2 separate regions of the Mus musculus genome follow, and region 1 is linked to region 2. Evidence: chromatin contacts called from public promoter capture Hi-C data. All regions are on one chromosome and are shown on one strand. The core of a region is the stretch at or near the end of the contact, and the rest is flanking DNA. Distances in the headings are between cores, read along the strand shown.

Region 1 (4,328 bases), core at 1,042-3,541, 1.0 Mb after region 2:
TCTGCATATATTATGGTTTCCAGTTTTTCATTGGGATTCCTGAGTGTGCATGGGAGTGAGTCTCTGATTCTTGTGTGTTCTCTTGGGCTCTTTTCCTTCTGTTTGTTTTGTCCAATTTAGATATGTTAATTTTTGTTATCTTACTACATTTTATTATTCTACCTTAGAAACCTGGTTTGTTTTTTTTTTGTTGTTGTTGTTGTTTTTGTTTGTTTTCCTAATGAGAATCAGAAAGGGAACTGTGATGGGAAAGGGAGAAGAAACCACAATCAGGATATATAAATATATAGGTAGAAAATCTATTTTCAAGTGGGAAAACAAGACAGTAGCAAGAGGTAAGCTCATTCATACCTCTCATAGCTACAAATGTTTACATACAAATGCAAAATAGGAGTAAAAACAAAATAAAACAAAAAGCAACCTGAAGATTAACATAAGAAAGAAGCCAGTCAGCAAAGGAAGATCTTAAGCCCTTTCTTACTGGGGCGCGCTCAAGAAAAGCTCCTGGTATATAAACTGGATGTTTTGCAAATGTCTCACAACATGTCATGGATCACATTTTCTCAGACTTTGTCTCTGGTGTAATCCTTCCGTGTATGAAACAAGACCCTGTAAATCAGGTCCCCTCTGAACTCAAATCCAAGTCTCAACACTTAGAAAATATGCTTTCCTTAACACCCTTGGCTTCCTCACTGTTTCTCTGATCTCCATGTTGAACTTAAAAGGCATCCTTTTGTTTTGTTTTCTCGCCTAACCACAAATGCCAATATTTAAAGCTTGCCTGCCCTGTTTTCTGCTTTCCCCCTCTCAACCTCAAAAACTCGATTAAATTTTCCTCTGGTTACCCTCCAAGTTCATCTTCAATTTAGAGCCAAAAAAGCTACCGCGGCTTCCCATACACACACTGAGAATTCAGAATGCCGAATAAATAGTTCAACTTAATGGCTCAAACACAAGGTCTTAGGAAAACAACAAAATGTCAGACTTAAGAGCAAAAGACAGCAAGAAGTAAAAAATAAGTTGAAAAATTATTGAAATTGACTCAAAGAATACACACAGTCAATGTCAATCTCAGAAATGGTTCTTTTAAAAAACAGTAAAATAGGCAAAACTGTAGTCAAGCTAACAAAAAAGAGGGAAGAGACAAATTAATAAAGTCATAAATTAGGGGAGGTTGCAAGAGACTAAAAAAAAAAAAGACAGGAAAAAAGAAAAGCAGTGGACCATTTGGTAGTATTTTGAAAAAAATACCCCCCACGAGGAAAAGAAATATATGCAAGAAATGGTTTGATTCTGAGTCGCATACAACAAGCTAAAATTAAATCAAGAGGATATAAACAACTTACGAATATTCATAACGATGAGATAGAAACAGATATAACCCTCTCATCCCTTCTGTTCAAGTCCACAGCCAAAGAATCTACCACGTTTTTGTTTGTTTTTACAATTAAATTATTCATCCCATCTCATGCTTTTTTTTTTACAGCCAGCAATGCTAGAAGAAAAAAAAAATTCCCCCAAATTTCACCTGTGCCTAGACAATTAATTGCCCAATTGGTTGGTGAATCCAAACAATTTTGAAGCAAATTGAAAATCCTCTCTTCCTTGCAAGCCGGAGCATTCCTCCCACTCTCAGCCCAGAGGGAGCAAACAAATCCTCCTGCATTAACGCTAACAGCAAAAACCAGGATGCGGGATAGGTTTACAGTTCATTGGTAAAAGGATTGCCTAGAATGAGCAAAGCCTGAGGTTCGATGCCCACGAAGGAAGGAAGGAAGGAAGGAAGGAAGGAACGAACAGCGTTTATCAAAGCCCCTCACAACAGTCTAAATGCTACAGAGCATCACGCCAACTCGCCAGCGATGCAGTCTGGAGAGGCGCTGTCTCACCCGAGAGCACAGCGGACTAGAAGACACTGCTTCAGAAGGGGGGCGGGGCAGGGCAGGGCCGGACCGACAGGACCAGACCCCAGGCTCCCCGCTGCCTGCTCTGCACGGAATTAAAACGCACGTGGGTGAGAGGGCGCGGGTGACAGACTCCTGCACAGAATCAGGCGAACGTCAGTGCCGCGGCACCACACAGGGACAAAGCCTCCGCGATGTCACCAACGTGCCACGCACGACTCCAGGAACACAGGGCACACTCACCATTTCCTGATTTCACACGCGAGCAGTGTGCTTCCTAAAGGGCCTACAATCAGCAGAAGGGACAGCGACTCAGGCCAAGTCACCACCTGCCTCCCTGGAGCTACACAGGACTCAAACAGGGCGGCAATGGCGGCACCCTCTGACTATCCATGCTCCTCATTGGGCAGTTCATGCAGGAAAGTAACAACGTCCCTGATTGGTGAACGGTACCGACCCGCCTCTTTAACTCTTTTCAGCGCGTTTAAATGGAACTCACCCGGCAAACTGACTACAGAACCTCCCTAACTCTGGCTCCCCCAAACCCCTGGAGTAAACCCGGAGTATATTTGGTGTCATTCTATTTAAAGAGAATATACTTCGGGGTTTTTAGAGCACACATTTAGTTCTTCGTGTGAGTTCCTCGTGCCTTTCCGCTTACTCACACTACTTTTTTTGTGAACATTCAGGACTCAGTGACATTAGGACAAAGCCAATGACACACATCCCTACCTCCAGTTTTAGCGATAGAGGCTTGGCCGGCTTTTTACGTGGGTTCTGGGGATCCAAACGCAGATCCTCATGAAGGATAATCAGGCATTTTACCAACCAACCCATCTCACCAGCGCTTCTTTGGGCTTGTACTATAGGTGGTCATTACGCTGCTTACTGTACAGTGTTTGGGTTTTATAACGTACAGAGAATGCTGAATTCAGAATATATCTTCAACATGAAGAACTTGTGCGGTGGTTAAGATTAGAGATGCATTTCACCAAACTCCTAGAAATAGTGTTTGTGGATTTGGTTTATTTCGGCTAGAACTTCAATGTGGCTGTAGAATACACTGTCCCACTTCTGAATATTAAGATGTGGAGCACTTGTTACTCTTACAGAGGCCCTGGGATTGCTTTCAATCATCCACACGATCGTTTGAAAACATCTTAACTCCAAGAGCTTCATCACCTTTTTAATTCACAGGCACCAGGTTCTCACATGGTGCACATACATACATTCATACACATATAAAAATAATCTTAAAATTTTAAAAGAAGTATATATGAAACCAGATATAGGAGAAAGAGTCATTATAACTTTTAAGAGAGAATGTAAATTAATACAGACACAAAAATAAAGTATGAAGATTTCTAAGAACAAACAAACAAAAACAACTTAAAATTGTTTAGCATGGTGGTACAGACCTTTAATTACAGGACTTTGGAGGCAAGAAGTTAAAGGTCATTGTGAAGAAAAGGAAGAGGAAGAGGAGGAGGAGGAAGAGGAAGAGGAGGAGGAGGAGAGAGAAAGAAGGAAGGAAGGAAGGAAGGAAGGAAGGAAGGAAGGAAGGAAGGAAGGAAGGAAAGAGAGTTCCAGGACAGCCAGGGACACACAGAAACCATTCTGAAAACAAACAAACAAACAAACAAAACCTCAAAACTAAAGGTCACAAACTAAAACCAGCACCCTTTGCTAGGAAAGAGAAAGGAAAGAATTTTACTATACATAAGAAATGAATGGACATGGACTGGAGAGATGGCTCAGAAGTTAAGAGCACTGGCTGCTCTTCCAGAGGTCCTGAGTTCAACTTATAGCCATCACACAGTGGTTCATGACTATCTATAATAGGATCTGGTGCTGTCTTGTGGCCTGTAAGCATATATGCATACATACTGTATACACAATAAATAAATCTTAAAGAGAAATGCACATTAATGTTTATTATAGCACTGCTCAAAAATAGCTAAGCTCTGAAATCTGCCAAGATCTTGTTAAGACACAAATAAAGAGAATATAGTGTATGTATGTAGGCATAATTTTTTCAGCCTATTTTATTTTTATTGGTTATTTTATTTATTTATATATCAAATGTTATTCCCCTTCCCAGTTTCCCCTCCACAAGCCCCCTATCCCCTTCTCTCTCCCCTTGCCTCTATGAGGTTTCTCCCCCACCTGCCCACCCACTCCTGCCTCAGTGCTCTAGCATTTCCCTATCCTGGGCCACCAAGACTCCACAGGACCAAGGGGCTCCCCTCCCAGTGATGCCAGATAAGGCAATCCTCTGCTACATATCCATCTGGAGCCATGGTTACTCTTTGGTTGGTGGTTTTGTCCCTGGGAGCTTGGGGTGGGGTGCTGGTTGGTTGATATTGTTGTTCTTCCTATGAGGTTGCAAACCCCTTCACCTCCTACAGCCCTTACTCTAACTTC
Region 2 (4,069 bases), core at 369-2,868:
CCATCCCTAACGAAATCTGATGCCCTCTTCTGGAATGTCTGAAAACAGCTACAGTGTACTTACATATAATAAATAAATCTTAAAAAAAAAAGATTCTTTTTCTTCTTCTTCTTCTTCTTCTTTTTTTTTTTTTTTTTTTTGGTTTTTTGAGACAGGGTTTCTCTGTAGCCCTAGCTGTCCTGGAACTCACTTTGTAGACCAGGCTGGCCTCAAACTCAGAAATCTGCCTGCTTCTGCCTCCCAAGTGCTTGGATTAAAGGCATTCGCCACCACGCCCGGCTAAAAAAATTCTTAGTTAAAAAAACAAAAAAACCAGGAAGGCTGCAAATACCCTAACTGTATCTGTAAAATTATTGGCTGGTAGAAAGTGGGAGTCACCATGAAGTTCCCTAGACCAAAGAAGTATAGCAGGGTTGTGACAGGTATCTATCTGGTGGAAAGGCTAAGAATGGAAGACATAGATCTAGGATCCCAAAGGCAAAGAGCACTAGGCTGATACCCAAGCACACGTGTTCATCACACCTCAGGCCTCTCTGGCAAGTCCAATTCTAGGGATCTTGTTACTCTGCTGCCTCTCAAGATCCCTTCCTTAGCCGCCAGAAGCCACTAACCACTCCCTGTGCCCACTTCCAACCCCATTCCACATGTTCCAACTATCTCCTGCGGGTAAATCTCCGTACAGAGTCAAGGCCTCCCAGGAGATTAAAAGCAGATAGCTCGAGAACCGACGCCTAATTACGAAAAGTTGCTGACATTTAGGTTAGGAAAGGCAACGTTCCCGCTTCCGCAGACCCCCGTAATGTTACAGTCCAGAATCCCAGCCCCTCAGGCAGCACACCTCCCACGAGCACCTCACGCCGCGTACACTGCAGAGACCCAGCCAGGTTTTCCCAAAAAGCTGCACCGGGTGTAGCCGCAGTGCACAGCTGGGCCGATCGCGCGCTGCCCGTAAGCCTTCAGAAAAGCGAGCCCGGGGACACGAGCTCTCAAGGACGACCTGCGGAGGATGAGCTGAGACTCTCTCCTCGCTACGGCCGCCGCAACCCAGCCGGACCTCAACCCCCTCCACCCCCCGCTTCCTCAGCGTTCGCTTTAGCCCCGCCCCTGGAGCCGCCATTTTGTGGCGTCTTCGGAAGAGAAGGCGGGACTGAGACCGCTCGGGTCCTGGGGTCCCGCAGCGATGAGAGCCACTCGGCTTGCACAGTGAAAGCGGTCCAGAACGCATCCAGAAACCGGCCACAGCGTCGGCCTTCGCGCCTCATCCGCACCCCCCGCCCCGAGTCCTACCGGCCAATCCACGCGCGGCGCTTCGGGAACGATTGCGCAGAGGCCCAATAAGGGAAGCGCGCGCGTCCGGGACAACTCCACACAGAACCGGGCTGCGGCAAGTGCGTTCCGGCTGCAGGCTAAGCCCGAATACCACATGCGCCAGGGTCTCCCGTGGTGAAGAAGAGCCCACACTAACCTCCGTAGCCTTGCTCCATGTCTGCGACGCGACCCGCCAGCAGATCCTTGTCTTAGATTCGCTCAGAACGCATGCGTTCAACGTGCTGTCTGCTACTGGAAGACGAAGAGCGTACGTCTCTTTCTGGGCGCTACCATTGGTTGCTCAAATGGGCCCGCCCCCGCCGATCCGCCCAGCCTTCCGGGTTGCAAATCTACAGCATCTCGGGAGTTGTGCCTCAAGGGTAAGCTAGTGCGCAAGAGCGTCCAGGTCCGCGCACGCGTGAGCGGTTCTAGCGCGTTTACCCGCGCGCAGGCGCACTTCTAGGGGCCCGCCCTCACCACAGCACAAACGAAGACCTCAGATGGGAAAGCACTTTATTAGGCTGGACTTCCAGCCTCGGCCACGGGAGCCCTGCCGGGTAAGGGTTATGGACCCCCACCGCCCTCCTCGTCGTCTTCCATGTCGAGGCCCGGGATCCCGCGGATCTGACACTGCAGCGCTCCGCCCAGCAAGGGTACAGGGCTCTCCTCCTCTTCTGGTGGTGGCGGAGGTGGCGGTGTTGTAGTCCCTGGGGCGGGCTCCAGGGGCACGGGGGGCTGTGCCGGCACGCCCTCTGTGAGCTCTGTCGCTTCGCTTGGTGCCCCTTCATCCAGAGCGCCAGCCTCCACCTCGTCTTGTTCCTTTTCCTCCTCTGGGTTGTCAGTGAAAGGATTCTCGCCCTGTAGAGATGGATAGAGACTTTAATGGGAGGTAGGAATCACTGGGATAGAATGGGGACCAGGCTCACACAAAGGTCAGGACTAGGACAGTGCTTTCGCCTTTGCCTCACCTTCAGATATCGCTCCAGCTTCTTGCTAATGAGCTTGTTGTTGAGAATACTGCGGGCCACCATAAGCGAGGACTTCTTGGACTGCTCCATCATAAGCTATGGGCAGGGCAGACAGGGCTGGTGAGGCTGCTCTAGGAATCCAACAAACCCAGCTGAGGTTCAGATTCACCAATAACTAGTCCTAGTGTCTGTAAGTGACCTTGGGCGTAATTCCAGTCAGTCTGGACAGGCATGCAAGGAACTAGGATTCGATCTGATCACCCACACCTTATTTGCTGTTTGAAACCTGATCTGCTTACATAGAAACTATAGTAAGTACTGGACTTAGTGGCACAGGCCATGTAACTCCAGGACATTAAAGTGGAAGGCCTACCTGGACTACAGAGTTTAACGGTTTACATGGTTTGACTATGTCTCAGAAAATAAAAGACGGCTGGGAGCTAGAGAGATGGCTCAGCGTAAAGGACTTGTTAGTATTTCAAAGACTCAGGTTCATTTTCTGCCACCTACAAGGTGGCTGACAACAATCTCTAATCTAGTTCCCAGGAATATGAAGCCCTCTTCTGGTTACCACAGGCACCAGGCATGTGAATAGTGAGCATATGTGCAGGCAAAACATACAAGAAAATAAAAAATAAAAAAATAAAACGTAAAAAGGGGGAGGGGGCCAGCTGGAGATAATATAATAATTTGATGATAGAGTGCTTTCTTAGTATTCTTAAAGCCTTAGTTAGGTTCAATCCCCATATATATACACACACACCAGATGTAATAAAACTTATTAAAAGTAAAACGTAGGGCTGGGCTTGGTGGCCCATATCGTTAATCCCAGCACTTGGGCGGCTGAGGTAGGAGGGCAGATCTTCCTGAGTTCAAAGCCAGCCTGGTCTCAGAGCAAGTTCCAGGACACAGAAAAACCTTCACTGCCACCCCCCTCCCCTCAATTCCAGTGACAACAAAAAAAGTAAAATGTAAAAACAATAAAGGGTCTGGCAAGATGACTCTGGGTAAAAGCACAGCTTGGCAAATTGAACCCAATTCTAAGGTCACATACAATAAAGGAGAGAACCAACTCCTGCAAGTTGTCCTCTGACTTCTACACACATGCTACCTCCCGCCCTCCCACAGATACACAGACATACACATGCAGTCACCTAGGAGCAAATTGTTTAGAACCAGTAAAGAGGGTATAAAAACAGCCCTAGCAATGCACACCTGTAAGCCCATCACTTAAGAGGAAGAGAGGACTGCTGCAAATTCAAGGCCACTCTGACCTATAGAGTGAATTCCAGGACAGCTTGGACTACATAAGACTGCCAAAACAAAATGAGAATATAGATGAAACTATATTTAAATATTGTGCATCATTTTAACTCACAGGATTTGGATATGAAGAAATAATGGTAAAACTGAAAAGAGACACTTCTCTACTGGTGGAGCAACTGGTTATAGACTTGAAAAGCTATTTGATGGAATACACAAGAAATACAAATTTGCCTCAGTAATTCCTATCCCAAAGTTTTTTTTTTTAGTTTTTTTGTTTGTTTTTCTTCTTTCGAGACAGGGTTTCTCTGTGTAGCCTTGGCTGTCCTGGAACTCACAGGCTGGCCTTGAACTCAGAAATCCGCCTGCCTCTGACTCCCAAGTGCTGGGATTAAAGGCGTGCGCCACCACCCCCGGGCTCCTATCCCAAAGTTTAAGAACTAGAAATAGACCGGCTCCGCGGATCAGGGCCTCTGGCAGAATAGAAGACATTTATTCGATTCAGTGGGAAGCCTGGGCCTTTTGTTTTG

Evidence for each region. Promoter capture Hi-C pulls out the DNA fragments that hold promoters and counts their contacts.
Region 1: a contact with region 2 is called in a promoter capture Hi-C map of liver, with 2.2 times the contacts expected there. The contact joins the promoter of Zfp81 here to the promoter of Akap8 in region 2. A contact is called at or near these places in 1 of 39 promoter capture datasets (liver) and 1 of 115 datasets of contacts at active chromatin or transcription factors (embryonic forebrain).

What each region holds. Positions count from the first base shown.
Region 1 is chr17:33,356,587-33,360,914 of GRCm38.p6, forward strand. Zfp81 (zinc finger protein 81) reads right to left here and starts at 2,292. Exons shown (of 4, transcript NM_207541.1): 1 at 2,148-2,292. The coding sequence starts at 2,150.
Region 2 is chr17:32,319,620-32,323,688 of GRCm38.p6, forward strand. It overlaps Akap8 (A kinase (PRKA) anchor protein 8), which reads right to left and starts at 1,619. Exons shown (of 14, transcript NM_019774.5): 1 at 1,466-1,619. The coding sequence starts at 1,484. It overlaps Akap8l (A kinase (PRKA) anchor protein 8-like), which reads right to left. Exons shown (of 14, transcript NM_017476.2): 13 at 2,277-2,372; 14 at 1,805-2,166. The coding sequence ends at 1,873.